Linked DNA regions of Mus musculus: region 2 is linked to region 1. Evidence: chromatin contacts called from public HiChIP or PLAC-seq data. All regions are on one chromosome and are shown on one strand. Each heading gives the region's core, a stretch centred on a gene start, on an enhancer-like site or on the middle of the called end of the contact. The rest is flanking DNA. Distances are from core to core; before and after follow the strand shown.

Region 1 (4,935 bases), core at 1,602-4,101:
AAAGTGTTGTGAGCCGACCAGCGGCTCAAATGAACTGGGTTTCACCTGGGAGGCAAACCGGGGCTGAAAGAGAGGGAAACTAGGCAGACGAGAGAGAAATGGAGCCAAGACAAGGTTCTGATCAAGGCTCAAATGTTTAGTAGCGAATGTGCTTATAAAGGATGGGGAGGCCCATTCCCTCCAATTCATTCTTGGAGCCCAGCTGCAGGTGACCAGCCTGCTTCAGGCTGAGGGGAGGCTACAGAAAAGAAACACAGTTAGAATAGTAGGTTTGCAATATAATGGCGTTGCATTTAATTTATGACCAGGTTATAATGCTTAGCAGTGTTGTTCAAAAGCAAAGCTATTATTTGAATCTGATAATTCAGTTAATTAAAATTTCCTTTTAAGGCATATACTAATGAGGAAGACCTATTTTATTTTTGCCTCTGAATTCCCATTTGGTATATAAATTTAGCCCTAAGATTCCAGTGCCAAGACCAATTTAATTCATTTGCTCGGTTACAAGTTAAGAAGAAAGAACTTTCTTAGTGCATTAGCTATCTGCTACTTTGGTATAATGACCATCTGAATCTATGGATTTTCTATAATTATCTTTTGCTATGGTGACTAGCTGTCCAGTCAGTGGGGAAAAAGTATTTCATTTTTATTGCACTGATAACACTTGGCTGGTAACAGATGTGAATACCAACGTTCTTTTTCCTTTGTAGTAATTGGATCCATGAGACATACACTAAATATCCCTCTTGGATGTATTAGTGGGGCATCAGATACAGACTCCTTCAATAATTCCAATTCACCCTAATGCAGTTTGAAATAAAAAGCAGCTGAGTCATGAGGATATACTGATGGATCCACACCCCAGTGTTCACAGAGACTGTCCCTTGTCAGAGATAACCACCATCAGTGAAACTAGTTACTTTTTAAGCAGATATAATTTCTGCCTGATTGGTGCACACAGAAATGAATATTTTTCTTTAATTGCGAGGAAAATAAGAGAATAAATTAAAAGAAGGCCATGACATTTATAAATCCAGAACGCTTTTTAAAATCCCAACAGTGTCTGTGCGTGTCTGCGTGTGAGGGGGGTACATGCATGAGTGCATGTGTGAGTGTGGCTGTGTGTAAGGATGCATGTATGTATGAGATAGCAGAGACTGAGGAAATGCTCTTTATTGGTTCTGTCTTCAGAAGTGCTTTTTACGGCTATAATTGCTAAGTGTATAAACATGACTACTCAATGGAATGGTTAAGGGGAAGGTTTTTATTATAGATATGAGAGACAAAACAGGAAGAGTCTAGAGCACAGAGCAAGAAGTAGACCAAACATAGCCAGCAGACTGGACATGACTATGGAAAAAGCAGAAGCAGAGAGGGGGGTGGGTGGAGGGAGGGAGAGGAGGAAAGGGGGAGGAGAAAGAGGAGGCAGAGGCAGAGGGGGAGGAGGAGGAGGAGGAGGAGGAGGAGGAGACAGACAGACAGGACCCATCATGGTGAATAGCTGGGGTAAGGGAAGCCCATGAACTGAAGGGCATTTAGGCAAGGGGAAAACGGAGAAAACCCTAGGCTATGGACTTTGAAATGTGTAACTTGTGATACTGAGGGATTCTGAATGCCAGTATGAGCTTTGGTATAAATTTTTGATTTCTTCATTGAGGGGTATTCTTCTCTGCTATTCTACAATGGCTAAAAGTCAATATTGCCTTTTGTTTTGTTTTGTTTTGTTTTGTTTTTTTTTGTTTTGTTTTGTTTTGTTTTGTTTTGTTTTGAGACAGGGTTTCTCTGTGGAGCCTTGGCTGTTCTGGAACTTGCTCTGTAGACCAGGCTGGCCTTGAACTCACAGAGTTCTGCATGCTTCTGCCTCCCAAGTGCTTCTCGGAATGGGTTTCTGGTTGCCGAGTCGGCAAGAGTGGGTGACAGATGCAACACGAGAGAGTGTGTTGAATCTGAATGTAATGTACAAACGAAAACCGGACTTTAAAAAAAATATTTATTAAGTAAGTACACTGTAGTGGTCTTCAGACAGACCAAAAGAAGGCCTCAGATCTTATTACGGATGGTTGTGAGCCACCATGTGGTTGCTGGGATTTGAATTCAGGACCTTTGGAAGAGCAGCCAGTGTTCTTAACTGCTGAGCCATCTCACCAGGCCCCAAAACCAGACTTTTTTAAACAGAAGAAAAAACAAGAAAAGCCAGGCAGACATATCCACTGAGTTACAGTGACACAAAACAAAAGGAATTCATACATCAAAAGATGGCGGGGACCAGGCCTTGTTTTCCACTTAGAATGGAACCAGATGTAATGCTAGTCTAATGTTAAACCCACCACCAGGTGTTCTTAGTAAATACCTGATTATGCTGTTCCTTTGGGCCTATTGAAGAAACCTGTCCCAGGGGGATTACCTTCCACTAATTCTTCCATGGTTAACCCACCTATTCACTAGGCCATTGTGTATTCCCTTGTTTGGGTGAGACTCGGCTATTGTCCTCAGTAATTGCAATGCAGACTAGCCCGGAGCTATTCTAGCTCTGTTCTTTGTAATGCCTAATTAGTTTCACTGTCTCTACTAGAAGTGAATTTGAATGTTACTGAATAGGTAATATTCTTACTGAATTCCTACTGAATTCCAAGCTCATAGGCTTCAAGGATTTTCTATGATGTTAGAACACTGCTGGAGGCTTACCTATGTCAAAAATCAATCTTTAAAGGCACTTATAATAAAACAATACTGAAAGAGAGCATACACCAGACTAACTCGGGGACAGGGTTTGAGTATATGGGCTATGAGAATGTCAAGGTTCCAGGAGGCTGAGTTTCCTTGAAACTCTTTGCCTTGTGACTGCCTCCAGGCCTTTCGACCGGACAGGCAGACTTCACTGGAGTGGGTGTAGCAGGTCCCTAGCACCAACAGTAAGTAGTAAATACTAAGGATTGCTTTAGCCAACAAATAAGAATTTTGTGTTGTATTTCCAAAGGATAGTGCCAGGGAATGGTGGTGCACACTTTTAATCCCAGCACTTGGGAGGCAGAGGCAGGTGGATTTCTGAGTTTGTGGCCAGCCTGGTCTACAGAGTTCTAGGACAGCCAGGGCTATACAGTGAAACTCTGTCTAGAAAAACCAAAAAAAGAAAAAAAAAAAAAGAAGAAAGAAAGAAAGAAAGAAAGAAAGAAAGAAAGAAAGAAAGAAAGAAAGAAAGAAAGAAAGAAAGAAAGGAAGGAAGGAAGGAAGGAAGGAAGGAAGGAAGAAAGAAAGAAAGAAAGAAAGAAAGAAAGAAAGAAAGAAAGAAAGAAAGAAAGAAAGAAAGAAAGAAAGAAAGAAAGAAAGAAAGAAAGAAAGAAAGGAAGGAAGGAAGAAAGAAAGAGGGAGCAAGCAAGCTGCAGAGGACAGAAGGACATGGGCTTATTTCATTTCTCTACAAGTCCAATCTGTGCGTAATATGCAAGCTATTAAATTATTAAATTTGAACACCCCAGCTGGTATCCCTCACAAAAGTGTCCTGCACTCAACTAAATATATTTCATACTAAAAACAGTAAAGTGGAGAATTTCTCTTCTCTTTTCCTCTCCCATTTCTCATTAGAATTTTTGTTGAAATCGATTCACAGGAGATACTGAAACACACTGAAATAATACTGAGCAGAGAATACAGTGGAGAACACTGAGGAGCACATCTGGAGATTAAAATGTGTGACTAGTGCCTGAAGATCAAAATTTAATCCCTCACTGGGTCATTTTTGGAACATTTCCAGAGTTCTCAGTCAGCTTATCGGGATGTTATAAGTACATTTTAAAACGTAAGAAACTAAGCAGTTAACAATATGCAAATTTATTATGTACACACAGAGAAAAATGCTTTTATTGCTGTCTGGATGCTACAGTAGTTTTCAATGTGTTTAGTAGACCCATAGTTCATAGTAATGGTTTTCTAAATATTCTTGTCTGTGCATCAGTCTGACCAGTTCTGTGTCCTTTCTCCTTTAGTTGACTGGACAGGATATACCTGCATATTAGTTCAGCAACCCTTCCCCACTTGCCAGGCATCCTATCGTCTGTGCACACTCTGCACGACCAGCTGCCAGCTGCTGCCTTCGCAGTGCAAACACTCCAGATAAAGAGAGCTCCTCGTGAAGAGGAAAATGCCAAGTGTTCCACATCTGGCCTACGCTTGGAGATTGGAGTGATCAGCACAGTAGCAAGTCTTTGGCTCACTCACAGCTCTAGTTTCTTAATTATAGCAACTCTAGATGGATACCTCTCATGGATGCTCCCCACACTTCTTGGCCAGTCTGAGCTTGAATTAAATAGAAAGAGTATTAATGAATATTCCTATACCCATAGGTCAATATGTAACAGGAATAATGTAGAATATAAATTGGTGTAAATGCAATGTGGATTGCCCACACGCCTTTTAGGTATTTCCCAAATTCTCCCTCCAGTGACTTTGTTCTCAGCTAGTTTTTTGAAACAACCAGCAGGATCTGAAAATGAAGAATGCACTTATAATTTACTCACGTCTAAGAGTTCTGATCGTTTAATTGTCATGAAAACCTGAAAAAGTGTCAAGACTTTTGTGGAGGCAAAAAACAAAACAAAACAAAACAAAACAAGACCTCCACCAGTTGGAGTGATAGAGCCTCACCTCTTCTCTGGTCCTCTAAAGCAGCACATCACTGTGATGTTTTCCCATCAGTTTTTGATTTGTGTTCCATGTATCACCCTTCATTTCTTTCATGAGTTTATAAGAAGAACTAAGACATCATGCCTCCTCAATCACAGTGTCCTCACACAAGGACCTGGGGCAGTTTTAATAAAATATTGATTCGCCTCAGTAAGGGACAGATATTAAAGACCTTTTAAAAAGCTGTAAGTTGCCGGATGTGGTAGCACACGCCTTTAATCCCAGCACTCGGGAGGCAGAGGCAGGTGGATTTCT
Region 2 (4,935 bases), core at 1,495-3,994, 64 kb after region 1:
ACAGAAGAATAGATATAAAAAATGTGGTTCATTTACACAATGGAATACTACTCAGCTATTAAGAACAAGGATATCCTGAGTTTTGCAGGCAAATGGATGGAATGAGAAAATATGGTCCTGAGTGAGGTAACTCAGATCCAAAAGGACATGCATGGTATATACTCACTAATAAGTGGATATTAGCCAAAAGAAGAAAAACAACAACAACAACAACAACAAATGTACAGAATACCCAAGATACAGTGCACAGAACTCAAAAGGCTCAACAAACTGAAGTGCCCAAGTGAGGACACCCCAGTCCCACTTGGAAGAGAGAAGAAAGCAATCACAAGTGTGGAGGGAGGGAGGGACCTGGGAAGGAAAGTGGACTGTGTGTGTGTGTGTGTGTGTGTGTGTGTGTGTGTGTGTGTGAGAGAGAGAGAGAGAGAGAGAGAGAGAGAGAGAGAGAGAAAGTCGGGCGTGGTGGTGGCACATGCCTTTAATCCCAGCACTCAGGAGGCAGAGGCAGGCAGATTTCTGAGTTCAAGGCCAGCCTGGTCTACAAAGTGAGTTCCAGGACAGCCAGGGCTATACAGAGAAATCCTGTCTCGAAAAACCAAAACAAAAAACAAACAAACAAACAAAAAAGAAGAAAGAAAGAAAAAAGAAAAAGAAAAAAAGAAGCGGAGCCTTATTGGTGAAAGTGGGTGTCTTAGTTGGAGGTTCTGTTGCTGGGAAGAAACACCATGATCAAAAAGCAAATTGGTCAGGAAAGAGCTTATTCATCTTACACTTCCACATCATAGTTTAACATTGGGGGAAGTCAGGACAGGAACTCAAGCCGGACTGGAACCTGGAGGCAGGAGCTGATGCAGAGTCCTAGGAGGGGTGCTGCTTACTGGCTTGTTGCCCCTGGTTTACTCAGCCTGATCTCTTATAGAACCCAGGACCACCTGCCAAGGGGTGGCACCACCCACAATAGTCTGAGCCCTCCCCAGTTGATCACTAATTGAGAAAATGCCTTACCATTGGATTTCATGGAGTCATTTCCTCAAATGAGGGCCCTTTCTCTCTGATGACTCTAACTTGTATCATGTTGACACACAAAAGCAGCCAGTACTGAGGTGGTGGGCCAGGAACATGAGATTTACAGGCTGGCCCTACTTCCTGTCTGTGCTCTGCTTACTGTGTGTGATGTGTACTCTGACCTGGCACTTCCTGCCACCATATCATCCCTGCCTGCTGCCTTGTCTTCCCACCATGGTGGAATAATCCTGTTGAGCTGCAAGCCAGAATAAACCCTTCCTCCTCTCGTTGCTTTTTATTAAGCATTGGGTGATAGCATTGAGAGATGTAATTAATAAGACATGTACATATTTTTCCTGGAATTCTGTGCCATAGTGAACATATTAAACATTAATAAGTGCTTAAATTGCTATTAACTCTTTGTTTTTAAATGTAAAAGTTAGAAAGGAAAAGGGGCCCAGAATGGGGAAGAGATTTGTTATTTCTGTCTGTCCTCTTCCTCTTCCTCCTCCTCTCCCTCCTCCTCCTCTTCCTCTTCTTCCTCCTCTTCCTCCTCCTCTCCTCCTCCTCCTCTTTGTTTTTGGTTTGTTTGTTTTGTTCTGTTTTGTTTCTGTTGACATAGGTTTTCTCTGTAGCCCCAGCTGTCCTAAAACTGGCTCTGTAGACCCGGCTGGCCTTGAACTCACAGAGATCCATCCACCTGCCTCTGCCTCCCAAGTACTGTGATTAGTTGAATGGGCTGCCAAAGCCAGGAAGATTGCTCTTTTCTGCTAATCAGTGGCCCCATTTACTGCTGAGAAATGATAAGAACTAAGAGCTTATAGTAGTTATAAAGTTGGGGGTATCAGGCATGAGTCACTTGCAAAGGCTCGGAAATTTTTCTTGCATATCTGTGGGTAAATCTTGCTCTCTTAACCTTGTCTGGGAACTTGCAATTAACCAGAAGCTTCAAATAAGTAAAATGGGGGGAAAAATGGTAACGTAGGTACATCCAATTCAAATTGAAATATGATCTGAATCTTTATATAATTTCATGTATTAGCCAGGGCTGTGGGCAGTGTGCGGATTTTTCTGTTGCGGGTGGTTTGAGAATGTTTTCAGCTGATGCACAGTGCCATCTTCAGGTCTGTGAACACAGCTGCGAACATGTCAGCAAGGTATGACAGCAAATGTTATGGGTTAATTGAATCTTTCAGGAATATGAACACAGAGCTCCGGCGTGTGCCCGTATTTGGAAACAGGAGCATCACAGGTATAACTAATTAAGATGAAGCCATTAGAGGTTCATCAGGTCCCGCGTGTTTAAATCAGTCTTTCTGAAGTTTCTTAGGGAAATACGCTCATTTTTCCCCCTCGTGAAATAGACACAGTGCGCCGGGCGTGGTGGCGCACGCCTTTAATCCCAGGACTCGGGAGTCTGAGTTAGAGGCTAGCCTGGTCTACAAAGTGAGTTCCAGGACAGCCAAGGATATACAGAGAAACCCCGTCTCGAAAAACCAAAAAAAAAAAAAAAAAAAAGTTTTGATTTTATTGGAGAGTAGGCCGGTTCATTTAAAATATTTCCCTCAAGCAACAGCAGTGTCTGCTGCTTCCACTGCATTTCCTCACACATGTGAATTTCTGATTCATGAAAAGCCAGGTCTCCAGGGTTCGGCTCCCCACCTCAGAGGGTCAGCGGGTAATTGTGCAGTCACAATGAGGCGGTTTCTTGCTTTTTGTGACAAAATAAACCACCTACCAAATGGCTCCTGAAGGGGTAAAGAAAAGGTAGCAAACGCATACAGTTAAATATTTAGCTAAGAGATGCGCCACGGCTTCGGCTTCAGCAGGGACCGGCTGTCTGCTGCTGCTGCTTGAGCACCGCCAGCATCTTCCCTAGGGGCACGCAGCGGCCGATTGGCCCCTGCTCCGCGGTAACCATGTGCGATCGGAAGGCAGTGATAAAAACTGTAGACATGTCGGAAGAGATGCAGCAGGACTCGGTGAGGTGTGCTATCCAGGCGCTGGAGAAGTACAGCACAGAGAAGGATATTGCGGCCCATATCAAGAAGGAGTTTGACAAGAAGTACAACCCCACCTGGCACTGCATTGTGGGCCGGAACTTCGGTAGTTACGTGACGTACGAAACCAAACACTTCGTCTACTTCTACCTGGGTCAGGTGGCCATTCTTCTCTTCAAATCTGGGTAAAAGCGTGGACTGACTGCATCCTAAATGTCAAATACCAGAGTCCGGATCTTCAGCCTTGTTAAGGGAACGCCTCGTCTGAACCTGTTGTGTTCTGTAGAGGGCCTCATTCTCTGTACAAGTTTGTGGTTATAAAATTAGTGAAACAGCTTACATTTGTATTTATTTTCTAGCCCATACTTCTGTACCCTAGTTTTTTCTCCCTTAGGTCATTCCTTTAAAAATAAATCTGGTGGAGATGCCATAAAAAAAAGAAAAAAAAAAAAAAAAGAAAAATCTTAACACGGTTGCGCATGGGAGGTGGGTGTGGCGGGGGGCGGCGGGGGGGGGGGGAGATTAAGTTCAAGAAAACAGACCAGCCCTGTTTTCCTTCCTTTTATTTATGAGTTTTGACCTTGAATAACAACTGTTGGCCTTGGAGCTATGTTTTCTCTATAAGAAATATGCATTTGTCTTTCAAATCTTTTAGGATGGTTATAAAGAGATTGAATGTAAATCCAGTGTTGTTTGTTGAAGTCTATCATAACACATGCTAATGAGATCACTCATGCCCACCGAGATAGCGTCACTGCCTGTTCAGGCCACAAGATACTTCTTATGACAAGACACTTGAGGTATCTCCATTTCAAAATATTATTAACAGGGCTGGAGAGATGGCTCGGAGCTTAAGAGCACTGGCTGCTCTTCCAGAGGTCCAGAGTTCAATTCCCAGTATCCATATGGTGGCTCAGAGTGGCTCATAAGCATCTATAGTGAGAATTGGTGCCCTCTTCTGGCCTGCTAGCATACATGCAGGAAGAATGCTGACTACACGATAAATAAATAAATAAATAATCTTTAAAAATATTATTGGCAATTTAAAATATCTTCTAGTGTGTCTTTCTTTACCCCTCCCTCCCTCCCTCCCTCCCTCCCTCCCTCCCTCCCTCCCTCCCTCCCTCCCTCACTCCCTCCCTCCCTCCCTCCCTCCCTTTTTAAAGCTGAAAGGGAGAGATTTAATATGGCCACACTGGGAAGAGGAGCAAAGAAAACTGTCTTCCCTAAGTCCATAATTGGGGATCCTAAGGTGAGGATTTCATCAATGGATGAAAGCCCCTGTAACCCTGGGAGCCACTGTCACCTACTGTATTGTCTGAGTGGCATTGTTTCTGTACTGAGAGCTAGAATGGCATCTTTCATATTTATTTCCTGTTTATACCTTGTGCCCGTTATACCTTTACCACAACCAAAGTTTTGTTCTTGTGGATTCATCCATTCTCTGTGGTTTTAATGAGCTCCGTGTTAATGAGGTCTCACAGTCAAAACAACCATGCAAAGCTTTGAACAGAGAGGAGTAATGGAAAATAATTAGGATCTATTTTAGGTCCCTGGTCTGTCAGTGTCAGCAGGAAGAGAGGGAACAGACTCTGTGTAATGAGCAGAGGACATAGCTCAGCAGGGAGCCGTCTTAATGAATTTACCCAAGCTAATCTGGAAAGGCTGGACAAAGAACAAACTTAGACTCCTGTGTGTTTAACCACTGAGCCTGTTTTATTCGAAGCTTGGTTTTCAGGCTTTAGAAACCGTAGTCTGTATGAAGAAAGTATATACACTCAACGTTGGGGCTTTTCAAAAAAAATTATGAGATCATTTGTTTCATAAACTTAGTTTTCCACTTAATCAAAATCTAAATGTTGATGCTACAAATGGAACATTTCAATAAAACAGGGAAGGAATGCTGTAAATGGGTATTTGAGGTGTGTGT

The links. HiChIP or PLAC-seq counts read pairs in DNA pulled down with a chosen protein or histone mark.
Region 2: a contact with region 1 is called in an H3K27ac HiChIP or PLAC-seq map of embryonic stem cells, with 6 read pairs. The contact joins the promoter of BC048507 here to the enhancer-like site in region 1. A contact is called at or near these places in 4 of 39 promoter capture datasets (embryonic stem cells, liver and trophoblast stem cells), 1 of 484 Hi-C or Micro-C datasets (embryonic stem cells), 1 of 115 datasets of contacts at active chromatin or transcription factors (embryonic stem cells) and 1 of 9 other capture datasets (adipose tissue).

The regions. Positions count from the first base shown.
Region 1 is chr13:67,796,475-67,801,409 of GRCm38.p6, forward strand. It overlaps 4930525G20Rik (RIKEN cDNA 4930525G20 gene), which reads right to left. Exons shown (of 3, transcript NR_045194.1): 3 at 120-238. Among named protein-coding and RNA genes, the nearest start is that of Zfp273, 15 kb to the right of the region's middle. Within about 2 kb of position 2,852, at least 9 of the 459 cell types and tissues checked have an H3K27ac peak or open chromatin away from gene starts, as enhancers often do. A contact at or near this core is called in embryonic stem cells and trophoblast stem cells, where this site is marked.
Region 2 is chr13:67,860,582-67,865,516 of GRCm38.p6, forward strand. BC048507 (cDNA sequence BC048507) reads left to right here and starts at 2,745. Exons shown (of 1, transcript NM_001001185.3): 1 at 2,745-3,342. The coding sequence starts at 2,925. The coding sequence ends at 3,194.